Linked DNA regions of Ovis aries: regions 1 and 2 are each linked to region 3. Evidence: chromatin contacts called from public Hi-C data. All regions are on one chromosome and are shown on one strand. Each heading gives the region's core, a stretch centred on a gene start, on an enhancer-like site or on the middle of the called end of the contact. The rest is flanking DNA. Distances are from core to core; before and after follow the strand shown.

Region 1 (3,776 bases), core at 847-3,346, 76 kb after region 3:
TGGCAGCCTGAGCTGACTAAGACAACAAGCTTTAAATAAGCTTCCTTCATGTGTTATAGAGCTGTTGGCTGTGAGCTCAATATTCTTGAATTAATAATATCTATTCAGTAATGTGTTTTTAAACAGATACACACATTTAACAGGGTTATATATTGATTGGTTAATGAACTTAAAACTTCTGCTTCATGAAAGACACCGTCAAAAGAATGAGAAGACAAGCCATAGAATGGGGAAAGTATTTTAAAAGATATATCTGACAAAGGACTGTTATTTCAAACATGTAAAGAACTCATAAAACTCAACAATAAGTAAAGGAACAACATGTTTAGATCATGGGCAAAAGACATGAAGAGACATCCCACCAACAATGATACACAGATGGCAAATAACATATGAAAAGACACTCCACATCATATATCATTAGCAAAAGGCAAATTAGAACAGCAGTGAGACACCAGCACATGCCTATTTAGAATAGCCCAAATCCAGAACAATGCAACACCAAATACTAGCAAGGCTGAAATAGGAACTCTCATCATCACTGATGGGAATGCAAAGGTACAGCCACTTTGGAATACAGTTTGGTCGTGTCTTACAAATTAAACATATTCTTACCGTACGATTGAGCAGTCATGGTCCTTTACTCAATGTATTTACTCAAATGAGTTGAAAATTTATGTCCACACAAAACATCTATGTCGACAACATGGATGTTGATAGCAGCTTTATTCATAATTGCCCAAACTTGGAAGCAACCAAGATGTCCTCCAGTACATGAAAAGATCAATAAACTGTGTGTATTAGTCTTCAGCTGCTAAAATAAAGTATCACAGACCTTATGACCTAAATAACAGAAATTTATTTATTTTTCACAGTTCTGAAGGCTGGAAGTCCAAGATTAAAGTAACAAAAACTTTGGTCACCGGTGAGAAATTTATTCCTGGCTTGCAGATGGCCAAAATCTTCTTCTGTCCTCACTAGGCCTGTTCTCTGTGTGAGCATGCCTCTTCTGATAAGGACACCGGTCCTACTGCATTAGGGCCCCACCTCTGAGACCTCATTTACCGCTGTAAAGGCTTTATTTCCAGATAAGGGAATGGCAGTCCACTCCAGTATTCTTGCCTGGAGAATCCCATGGACGGAGGAGCCGGGCGGGCTAAAGTTCATGGGGTTGCAAAGAGTCGGACACAACTGAGTGACTAATACTGCCACTGCTACACATAGGCACATTAGGGCTTAGGTGTTCAACATACAAGTTTTGAGAGGTCACAGTTCAGTCCATAACACCGAGGTCTATCCAAACAATGGAATATTATTTAGCATTAAACAATGAGGTCTTGAGCTATAAAAAGACATGGGAGGACCTTAAATGCATATTATTATGTGAAAGAAGTCAAGCTAAAATGGCTCCATAATGAGTTTCCAACTACATGACTGACTATGGAGACAGAGAAAGATCAGTGATTGCAGGCGTTAGAGGAGAGAGACAGACAGATTTTTGGGTAGTGAAACTATCCTATAAGATACTGTAATGGCAGCCAAGTGTCATTCATCAAAACCCACAGAATATACAATACCAGGAATGAGATATAAAGTAAACGCTGGACCTTGGATAATTATGATGTGTCAGTGTAGCTTCATTCATTGTAAGAAATGCACTTCTGTGGTGCGGAATGTCGATAGTTAGGGAGCCTGCAAGTGTAGGGAGTGGGGGAGGACACAGATGCACACTCCACTTTTTGCTTGGTTTTGCTGTGAACCTAAAATTGCTCTAAAAATAAAATGTATTTAAAAGGGGGAAAAAAGTGTGACCATAGACTCACAAGATCATAATCTTGTATTTCCCCAGAAGCAATGGTCCAGTATTTGCTAACTCAGTGTTTGCAGTGATTTTATAGAACAGAACTGCAGTGAGTAAGAATTGACTAGATATAGTCCCACTCTCAACCAAAAGCCAAGAAGGGGCAAATGGAACACTCATTTGACTATGTGCCTCCCTTCCTTTTTTTCTTCTAGTTCCTTGCTTCTCTAGGGTTAGAAAAAGACAGCCTGTTCCCCACCACACACACTGCCCTTCACTTACCCACTTCCTGTTCTTGAGATACCTCATGTAAAACTCTGTGATCTAGTTGGTCAGGCAGGCTCGCAGCTTAGCTAAAGGGGTAAAGACCTGGGGACAAACTTTCCTCAAGGATTTAGGCAAGTTTGTAAAGTTGATGTTATGCTGCAGATTCCTGTTATGGAATACCAGAGAGTGATTATTGTCTTCCATCTCCTTGGGTTCCTTCTAGTAATCTCCCTAATCTCCTCCTGCTGTGTCTGGCCTTTCTCTCCACTGGATATTCCAGGGCAATGAATAAAACGATGAACGCCCCGACAAGGCCCAAAGAGCAAAGTTCATGAATCATTTGTGACAAGTCGTCCTCATTTTCCCTGAGAGCCCCGTAGCACAGAGCTCTGTACCTTGACAATGACAGGTGTTCAGTCAGGGACCACACCTGAGCCAGGAGCAGTCAGGTCAGAACCACCATGTGGCGGCCACACCTCCAGACTGCAGGCATCGATGTCTGTCTTTTCCCCTTCCTCCTTCCTCCTTCAATTGTCACACCTTAGTGATCCAGTAACCAATCATCTTTAAGGATAAAACCCTCCAGATATACAATCATCTCGGTGACACATTTTCTACCCTTTTCTGGGAAAGGCGAATGAGCCCCTCCATGAGCCACCATCCCTCAAGGAATCACAGTGTCTTCAGGATTTCACCTAATATCCTCACATCCTTTGCTAATGTAAGCACTTGGGAAGGTGTCCCTAACAACTTGACATGAGACTACACACTGCTTTAAATTAAGAAATCAATGCCAGGCAGGAGAGGGTGGCTTCAAAGGCCCATTAGGCTCAGGAGACTGTCAGCACTGGCCCAAACCTGGCCTGGCACCTGGGCAGGTGATTTTGGAAGATGGGGCTACACCTGTCTCCACTGTTGATTTCCCCTCAAATGGATCTTTTCTCCTGAGTCCCAGAAAATGAGGAATTGTTTCTATGAACACTTTTTAAAGATTTTTTTTTCCCCTGTGGACAATTTTTAAAAGTATTTTTTGAATTTGTTGCACTATTGCTTCTGTTTTACGTCTTGTTTGTTTGGCTGCTAGGCATGTGGGATCTTAGCTCTCTGACCAGGTATCGGATCCACACCTCCTGCATTGGAAGAAGTCTTAAACACTGGACTTCCAGGGAAGTCCCTGAATATCCATTTTCAAAGGTGGAAAAAAGAAAAGAAATCAGCACATCTGACCAGCACAGCCATAGCGAGTGATCCTATACATTCACTAGGACTATTGGTAAACTGAAGGGAATGTAGTCACATAAAGAAAAAAAAGGAATGTCACCCAGAAAAGAAATTCATCAGCAATGAACACAGAGGAAAAGGAGACTCACCAACATACATGTGAGAAGAAGGTATTCTGTCAGGGACTATGCCTTTGCCCAGTGATTTGATTCACTTGGGCTTCCCTGGCGATTCAGATAGCAAGGAATCTGCCTGCGATACAGGACACCCGGGTTCAATCCTTGGGTCAGGAAGATCTCCTGGAGTAGAAAATGGCAACCTACTCCAATGTTCTCACCTGGAGAATTCCATGGACAGAGGAGCCTGGTGGGCTATAGTCCATGGGGTTGCAAAGAGTTGGACACGACTGAGTGGCTAACACTTGATTAACTTGGTTGGCACCCGTGCTCACCAACCACTTTGGTGATAATGTAGCTTGTCTGGAAGG
Region 2 (3,945 bases), core at 40-2,539, 91 kb before region 3:
GAAAGGCAGGATTTTTTTTTTTATCTACAGGTTTGCTTTGTCCACCTGACCCTGGATCTCAGTCCCCCCCAAACCCTTCTCTCGTCCTCCTCACTCTCCCCAGACAACATGCAGATCAGTGAATCCCTTTTTAGTTCTGATCTCTCCTTGCATTGAATAAATCCAAATTCTTTCTGTCTTCAAAAATACCACTCCTCCCCTTGCTGTCCATCTGTAGCTATCATCCCAGGTCTCTTATTAGCTGAGAACCAAGTCCCTTGAATGCCACATCTGCACAAGATTGTATCTGCCCTTGTCTCTCCACTGAAAGTGATGTCCAGATGCACCCATGTCACCTCCTGACACCATTACTTCTTTATATTTGTTTATATAATTGTCTATTTTCTTTTCTGTCTTACTCAATACTTTAAGTTACCTGAAAGCAAGATTGTTTCATAGTTACTGCTGTCCCCAGCATCTAGACATCCATGGCACAGATCAGGCAGTCAATATTTGTTGAAACAATGAATCGGTGAATGAATGAATGGGTCCTGTCTGTGACTTTTTTCACATGTGACTCAGCTAACCATGTCCTCCTTTTAAAAAACCACTCTTCTATTAGTTGCTAGGGGAATTATTCTCCCTGGCTTTCATTCTAACCCTCTGTCAGCTGTTTCGTGGCTTCATATCTTTAAATGATGCAATTTCTTGGGGGTCGGTTGGTTCCTTTCATTTTTTTAGATTGGAGTATAGTTGCTTTAGAAAGTCGTGTTAGTTACTGCTGCGCAACAAGGTGAATCAGCCATATGTGTACATAGATCCCCTCCCTCTTGAGTCCCCCTCCCAACGCCACCCCTCTAGGTTGTCACAGAGCAGAGCTGAGCTCCCTATACTGTTCAGCAAGTTCTCACTAGCTATTTCGCACATGCTAGTGCATATATGCCAATGCTAGTCTCCCAATTCGTCCTCCCCTCCCCTCCCCTCTCCCCACTGTGTCTGCATGTCTGTTCTCTATGTCTGTGTTTCCATTCCTGCCCTGCAAATAGGTTCAGCTGTACCATTTTTCTAGATTCCCTTCAGGGATCACAGCCTTGTGGAGAAGGGGCTTGTGTAACTCAGTGAAGCTATGAGCCACGCTGTGCCGGCTTCCTAAGGTCCACTCGACTCCACGCTCCAGGATGTCTGGCGTTAATATACAATAGTTGTTTTTCTTTTTCTGACTTACTTCACTCTGTAGGACAGACTCCAGGTCAAGGTTCCCTTCTTAGCAATGTTTATTTCACCTGGGCAAGCACACCTGCAGCTTTAACTGCAACCTTATCTGCACCTCCCATGCTGATCGCCCTTTGTTCTTCAGACTGTGTATCTAACTGCCTTCTGATCATCTCCATTTAACCATTTCATGGGGACCTCAAGTTTATAAGGTAAAACACTGGACTCATAACTCCTGTCTCAGTGATGGTATAGCTATCCACTTATTCATGAAAGCCAGAGATATGGAAATTTTCCTAGATAGTCTCATTTAATCAGATGGTCATTCCTTTAGATATATCTGAAATGTGTCCTCTGTCGTTTTTGGTGTTATGAGTGAGATATGAAGTTTTGGGGGCAGAAATAGGGAGTCCTGCCCTCTTTCTCCTGAAACCCCTCCACACACACGCACACAGAGTCAGCGAGCCCTGTGTCTGAGCATATACGCACAGAGCTGTGATCAGAATCAGGATGTTGCAAATACTTCCAGGGCTTCCAGTCACCAGTGAGGCAAAGCTGTTAGTCTCCCCTCTGCCAGTAGAGATGAGACATGGGGAAGGAGTGCTGAAGACTGGGATAGGACTAACATTGGTGGCTTCCCTCCCACGCCTCCCACTCCCATCTGAGAAACTTCTCCCTCAAACAGAATAAAATAAAACAGAAAAAAGTGATAAAAAGGAACTAAAAAATATTTTGATTGGGGCAATTCCAACCACATATTTCAAAATTGCTGGGTAACTTCCCTCTCTCTATTTCACTGTGCTGAGCATCCCTCCACAGAGGCTTGTCATTTCAGAATTGGAGGGTGTTGCCTTTTCTCGGCATCATTTTAATACAAGTTCATCAAATATCTGACACCCCAAGGCACTAACCATACTGTAGATGCATGAGCTAGGACAGCAGACAGGTGGTGGGGACAGAGCTGGATACAGGGAGAGGTCCCCTGGCTTTCCTGGACTTACGGGGGGTCACCAGGCCCTTTAGTGCCACATTACCTGTGGCATTTGAACTTACTCATGGTGATACTTCTTTACCGTGATATTACTTCTCTCACTCCAGGTCTAGGAAGTAGCCTGGATAGGAGTTGCCACTAAAACACTGGAAGGGGGAAGCTTCAGATAATCTTAGACGGTTTGGGCTTACTGAAGGCAAAAGGAAACAAGTCAAGGATTTTAAGCAGGAGAATGATTGGATCAGTATAGTATTGGAAATCATATAAGTAGCCAATATTTATTAGTGCTTATTATATAGCAGACGTTGTACCAAGTGCTTCATATGGGTTATCTTACTTAATTTTAAAAGCAGCTCTGTGAATAAGTACTCTTAGTTTTCTTCTCTTTACAGATACTGAAGTAAAGACCTAGAGGATCATTTGTTCAACTTCTCACAGATAAGAGGAGGGGGAGAAGGGATGCAACCCAGGTTCACTGGATCCAAGTCCATTTCAACCATCACCCTAAGCCCAGAATCATAAAGAAGGAAATCCATAAGGAGGTATCTTCAGCGTAGTTTGTTTTCTCCTTCAGGGAACCTCCACCATCCTTCATAGTCTCGTTTTTTATAAAGCCACTTGCCTGTGTTGAAGCTACATGACAGTCATATCCAAATATGCCAGGCTCTCTCCTGTCTTTGAGCCCTGGTCCCCCTCAGGGAAGTGGCCACCGTGGTGGGCGCTCCTAGCCCTTCAAGACTTCCAGTCACCACTTCCAGCCTGTCCTCTGACTACTCCTCTCCACTCCCTGGCCCTGTACTGGGGGTTAACACAGATATCCATTGATCTTCAGACTTCTTTACTTTGATACCTTAAAGTTACTTGAGAAAGTAAGTACTGCCACGTGTATCTTCAACTTGACATTCTGAAATTTGTCATCGTAAGCTTAAACGTGGCAAAGGATATCATTTCTTACATATTGTAAATAATAGGCTTTTATGAATGAATTGTCACATGACTTTTTAAAACCTATCCAATGGAGAGCAAGTGCCATATCATTTGGCATTCATCATCAGATTCATCAGAACTCTAATTCTAAACACTCTAGGTCAGTCTTTCCTTCCTATTAAACAAAGAAACATAACAGGAATTGTTAACAACTGAATAGAAACAGTTGACTTGCTCAGTTGTAGGACAGAAGAAAAGAAAAGAAAATATGGCCCAGGCTATGCTTTCAGAGCCTGGAAGCTCCAGGGACAAAGGAGGTCTCTATCTAGCACAAGTGCATGAAAAACTTAACTTATGGAAAGACATGGAAAACTTAACTTATAGAGTCTTCTGATGCAGCACAGGCAGCAGTGTGTATTCTCTTGTTCATTCTATAGCAGTGCATGCTGTAATAATTGGGTAAGATTTTTATAATAAGATGTTGAATTTACTGGGTGAACATGGCCAATATTTTGGTCCCTATATTATAAACATTTAAAGAAAGGCCCGTGTTATTAAATTTAGTTTTTGAGGTGGTGAAAGAGCCTGATTACTTATCACTGGTGGTTAAAACCATCTTTTTTTTCCAAGAGGTAGTGTGTATAGCAGTCAGATAAAGGGCCTTGGAGTCTTGTTTTGTTTTTTGTCGCTGAGTCCTGTCTGACTCTTACGACCCCATGTACTCTAGCCTGCCAGGCTCCTTTGTCCATGAGATTTCCCAGACAAGAATACTGGAGTAGGTTGCCATTTCCTTCTTCAGGAGATCTTCCTGACACAGGGATCGAACTCGTGTTTCT
Region 3 (4,381 bases), core at 1,122-3,621:
TAGGAAGTTTCACTGTGATCGTTAATCCCAGTCCTTTAGCATACTGTTTTCCAGGGCAAGACTCTAGATGACAAAGAAGTTAAACCAAGTTAAGAGGGAGAAGAAACCTCCCTCTTACAAGAAAGCCTGTCTGGGGTAGGTCTCAGCTTTCTTAAAGACATTGATAAAATGGTCTAAATTCTCATGGCCCACTCCAGGGAGACAGGTGGACTAGATGACTCCAAGGTTCCTTCTGAGGAGTCTTCTGGTGGTAGATTTAGATCAGGTTTCCTAATCTGCTGGCTAGATGATGCCTGGAAGAAGTCATTCTCTGGGTCAAATGGTAATCTCTCCTTTTTGACGTCAGACATTCCTTGCAGGTGGAATTGGGCAAAAGCATGGCAAGGCCACAGACACAACTAAGGGATAAAAACATCACACACGCTCCCCCTTGGTGGCATGGCAAAAGCCTCTTTCATGATGTCATTCATTTGTCCATCCATCACTCAGCAAGCATGGCCTGACCACATACTTCTACTGCCTGACCATCAGCTTGGTGCTGAGGCAAAAGATCAAAGATAACATTATTCCCCAGCATGAAGTCACATGACTATCATAGTCTCCAGCTACAGCACCTGCAGTACTGGTCCTGCTCAGGTAGCTCCCACACCATCCAAGGGCAGGGCTTTGCCTAAAAGTCCTGTCTTCCAAACCCACCTCCTTGTTAATCTCACAACACCACACCTGTGGCTGCAGTACCTGCTGCTCTCACATGGAGACAGGCAAGAAGATCCGAAACAAACTAGGTGTAGCCTCTTTTTGCTTTTCTGACTCTTCTGTTATTCTCTTCTGCACCTAAGATCTTTCAAACAGTGAGCGCTAGAACCACAGGCAAGACATGCAAATGTCAATATCTGACAGCCCAGTGTCACCTCATTCATTGGTGTAGCCTTGAATGGCCTGCAGCATTGCCTCCTTAAAAGAAATCAATGCCCATTGCCTAAGTGTCCAGGACTTAGACTTCTCCACACTTGAGATTAAAGAATAATCTGACTTGTGGTAAAGAATTTCTGAGCTATGAATGTAATGTCCTTATTCGCAAAGACAATATCACCTATAACATTTCTTTCATGTTTCTGATACCTCATTGGCCTACCAACAGATATTAAATTTTCAGAAAGTACTACTTCAAAAAGTCAAAAATTGTACAAAGAATTGAAAACAAAAAATAAAGCAGCACCTTAGGACACAAGAATGAAGCAGTAACTGGCTGCTTAATAATCTGGGACATTGGGGCTCTGGTCCAGAGGACTCAAACACTGGTTCTCCCAAAAGGCTGCCCTGAAAGAGTTGACCAGCGTGGCTTTCCGAGGAAAGATCAGAGGCAGGGAGAACTGAAAACAAAGCGGTCTCAACAAGAGTTGCGCTCCTTCCTTACTTAATACCGCGGCTTTCCTGAAAGGCCAGGTGGCAGGATGTGGGACGACCCCGGCTGACAAAGACAGTCTGACTTGGGGGTAGGGGCTTGCAGATGCTCTAAACTGGAGTCACCCCCCAAGGCAGGCGGACGACCTCCTGCTCCATGCATACTTCTCTGACACTGCTGCCCTCTGAGTGTCTGCAAGCCCTCCCGGAAAGGAGAGCTGACCGGGCCCCCCGCCCCCTAGATTTTGCTGCCGCTGCGACATCCCACCCCTCTGGACCGGTGCTGCACAGTCTGGAAAGAGGCCAGGCGGTTCTGCAAGGTCTACGTGGCCGTAAGCATGCAGAGCTCGACTCCAAAAGGGACAAGCCGAAGAGCAAAGCACCGATGACCACCCGGACCAAGCGGCTCCGGGGGGCGACTCTCCCCCAAGCAACTGCCGTTCAAGTTCTCTGCATGAGCTGCAAGGAACAGTTGGCTGGATCCTAGAATACAGGCTGTCACCCGAACATCTGGCGGCCACCTGCACTCTCAGCAGCTCAGAACCTACGGGGGTCACAAACGGCCAACAAACTTCCCTCTGGGACAGCGGCAAAACCAGGCCAAGTCGACGGGGCCAGCCCGCGGGTCGCTGCCAAATTCGCACCCGCAGCCCTTGTCCCGGGAGAGCCCGTGGCAGAAGGCACAGGGACGCGGGGTTACCTCTTCGGGCCGCGCGATCCTCTTCAGAAATCCCAAGTCCAGGTCAGGACAAGCATGCACCGCAGACTGGGGTCGCAATTCGGGTCGGGGCCGGGTGGAGGCGGCTCCCCATGGACGCCTGGTTCGGTCTAGTTCTCCGGCGGGCCGGCCGGGGGCTGTAGATCTCCTTTGCTGCTGCCACCTCAGTCTTCCCGGCGGCTGCTCTCGCCGCTCCGCCCCCAAGGCCTCCTAGCTTGTCGCACTTGGCCGCCGCGAAGGCTGCCGACTGCCAGTTCTCTTTTTTCCCTTTCTGTTTTACCGCCCGCGGACAGCGGGGATTTCCACCCAGGGACTTTCCAGTCACGTGACACGAGCCCCAGACTCCCGCAGCCCTGATATCGCCGCTAGGGGGCGCAGGAGGCGCAGCAGGAGCGGGAAGCCAGATGCACTCCGCCCCGCCCCGACCCCGCCCCGCCGCCCCGCCCCGCCGCGCTGCCAGAGAAACTCCTGCGCCCCGCCCCGGGGTGTCCCCGCGTGAGTCAACTGGGCATTTCGGAAGCTGGACTGAACGTCACATCCATGTGGAAATCGCAGTGATGGGAACTGGAAATGAAATAGGTTCTTTTTCTCAGCCGTTTTTCTGCAGAAAATCATCAACTGTGGAGAACAAGAAGGGAAATCATAAAGAAAGAAAACCCTAAAAACCACCCTAGCGCCCGGGGACCACAGACCTCTGCTGGGTTTGCACTGCTTGGGCTGCACACGTGATGAGCCCGTAGGGGAGCATCCAACTCTGGGCCCCTGGGGGGATTTCGAGAAAAAGATGCAGTCACAGCTCTTGGTCCTCACCCGCTGCATTCCTGCCATCCCCGGACCCCAGGCTGGTGGGAGGCTACCTGGAGGTGACGTCAGACCTCGAGGCCCTGAAATTCACAGGGGCAAAACCAGACTTAGATAAAATTAGGAATCAAAACCGCTACCAACTCCCTCCGTCACTTGATTAATTTCCCGTCTCCATTTCTGCGTATCAGGGGTCCGGGTGGCATCACATTCAGGTATCATACCAATTTACAAATCACTTCTTGTTCCTTGCTGTCCTTGCCACATTCCCCTAAGCTGTTATTCGGAGTCCTTTTAGGGGATCTTGATAATAGTTCTCCTCAAGATGTCAATGGCTGATAATACTTATTACTCTTACTCTTGATTGGTGTTGTTTTAATCCCTAAGTCATGTCCAACTCTTGTGACCCCATCGACTGTAGCCGGGCAGGCTCCTCGGTCCATGAGATTTCCCAGGCAAGAATACTGGAGTGTGTTGCCACTTCCTTCTCCAGGGGATATTCCACCGAGGGATGGAACCCATATCTCCTGCAAAGGTATACTGGTTCTTTATCACTAAGCTCTCCTATTAAGTAGCATGCTAAGAGCACTGTCTTCACCCAGCGAGTGTCTTGTGGAAATAGGTGTCAGCCATCTTGGAGCTGTGGAGAGAGAGCCACTGAGTAAGTCCTTTTATTGCCTTAGTGTCCCCTTTGACTGGGCTCATTTTCTAGCATGATTAAACTAGAACCAGACTGAAGTATTCCATACCATTGTCCTCTTGTAGACTTAAGAGTACTTGTCAGGACATATATCTCAGGTTTTGAGTTAGAAAATCATACTCCTTTTCTAAGAAGTAAGAACCTGCGGAGAATGAGGTGGAGTCCGCATGGGGGGTGGTACTTTTCCAATGGCTTTTAGAAGTGAGAGTCAGTAGTGACTAAAGTTCCAAGGCTGGTGCTGGTCATTTGAAACCAATGACTGGAATTTTTTTTTCCAGCTCCTAACCGGATATTTGTCCTCCTCTCATTCACAAACGTTTTCAACTCAAGTAACACGGAAACAATGGATAGTCAAGCATATAGTAATAATGATGATGATACTTATCAAGTCCTTATTACGTGCTAGGTTGTAGGCTGTTTGCATTCTGCCATTTAAACCTCACAGTTCCACTTTGCAGATGAAGAAATCGACGTTTAAGAAGTTTAAGCCATTTGCCCAAAGTCTGCACGATCAGTCAGTGACAGAGGCATGACTGGCTCTGAGCCTGCCTTATACCCACACTGTTAGGTCCTGACTATTGATAATCACTCTCAGAAGAGAGCTTATAAGATTTAAAGTCTCAGGGCCCCTGTTTGTAGGGGCCCCACCTCGTAAGCCTATGGCAGTCACTTAGCAAAACATGGACCCTGGCCCGGGGCAGCATGTGGTCTTGGGAGCCAGACAGGGCTTGGTTTTATCCTCAGAAAACTTTCTGAGC

Evidence for each region. A called contact is a pair of places that touch in the nucleus more often than the background predicts.
Region 1: a contact with region 3 is called in a Hi-C map of blood, with 2.8 times the contacts expected there. The contact joins the enhancer-like site here to the promoter of TNFAIP3 in region 3. A contact is called at or near these places in 4 of 16 Hi-C or Micro-C datasets (blood, omental adipose tissue and tail adipose tissue).
Region 2: a Hi-C map of liver shows a contact between it and region 3, with 3 times the contacts expected there. The contact joins the enhancer-like site here to the promoter of TNFAIP3 in region 3. A contact is called at or near these places in 8 of 16 Hi-C or Micro-C datasets (blood, liver, omental adipose tissue and 2 more).

What each region holds. Positions count from the first base shown.
Region 1 is chr8:62,947,916-62,951,691 of ARS-UI_Ramb_v3.0, reverse strand. No RefSeq gene overlaps it. Among named protein-coding and RNA genes, the nearest start is that of TNFAIP3, 76 kb to the left of the region's middle. Within about 2 kb of position 2,096, at least 1 of the 54 cell types and tissues checked has an H3K27ac peak or open chromatin away from gene starts, as enhancers often do.
Region 2 is chr8:63,114,200-63,118,144 of ARS-UI_Ramb_v3.0, reverse strand. No RefSeq gene overlaps it. Among named protein-coding and RNA genes, the nearest start is that of PERP, 87 kb to the left of the region's middle. Within about 2 kb of position 1,289, at least 7 of the 54 cell types and tissues checked have an H3K27ac peak or open chromatin away from gene starts, as enhancers often do.
Region 3 is chr8:63,023,474-63,027,854 of ARS-UI_Ramb_v3.0, reverse strand. It overlaps TNFAIP3 (TNF alpha induced protein 3), which reads right to left and starts at 2,371. Exons shown (of 8, transcript XM_060419284.1): 1 at 2,105-2,371.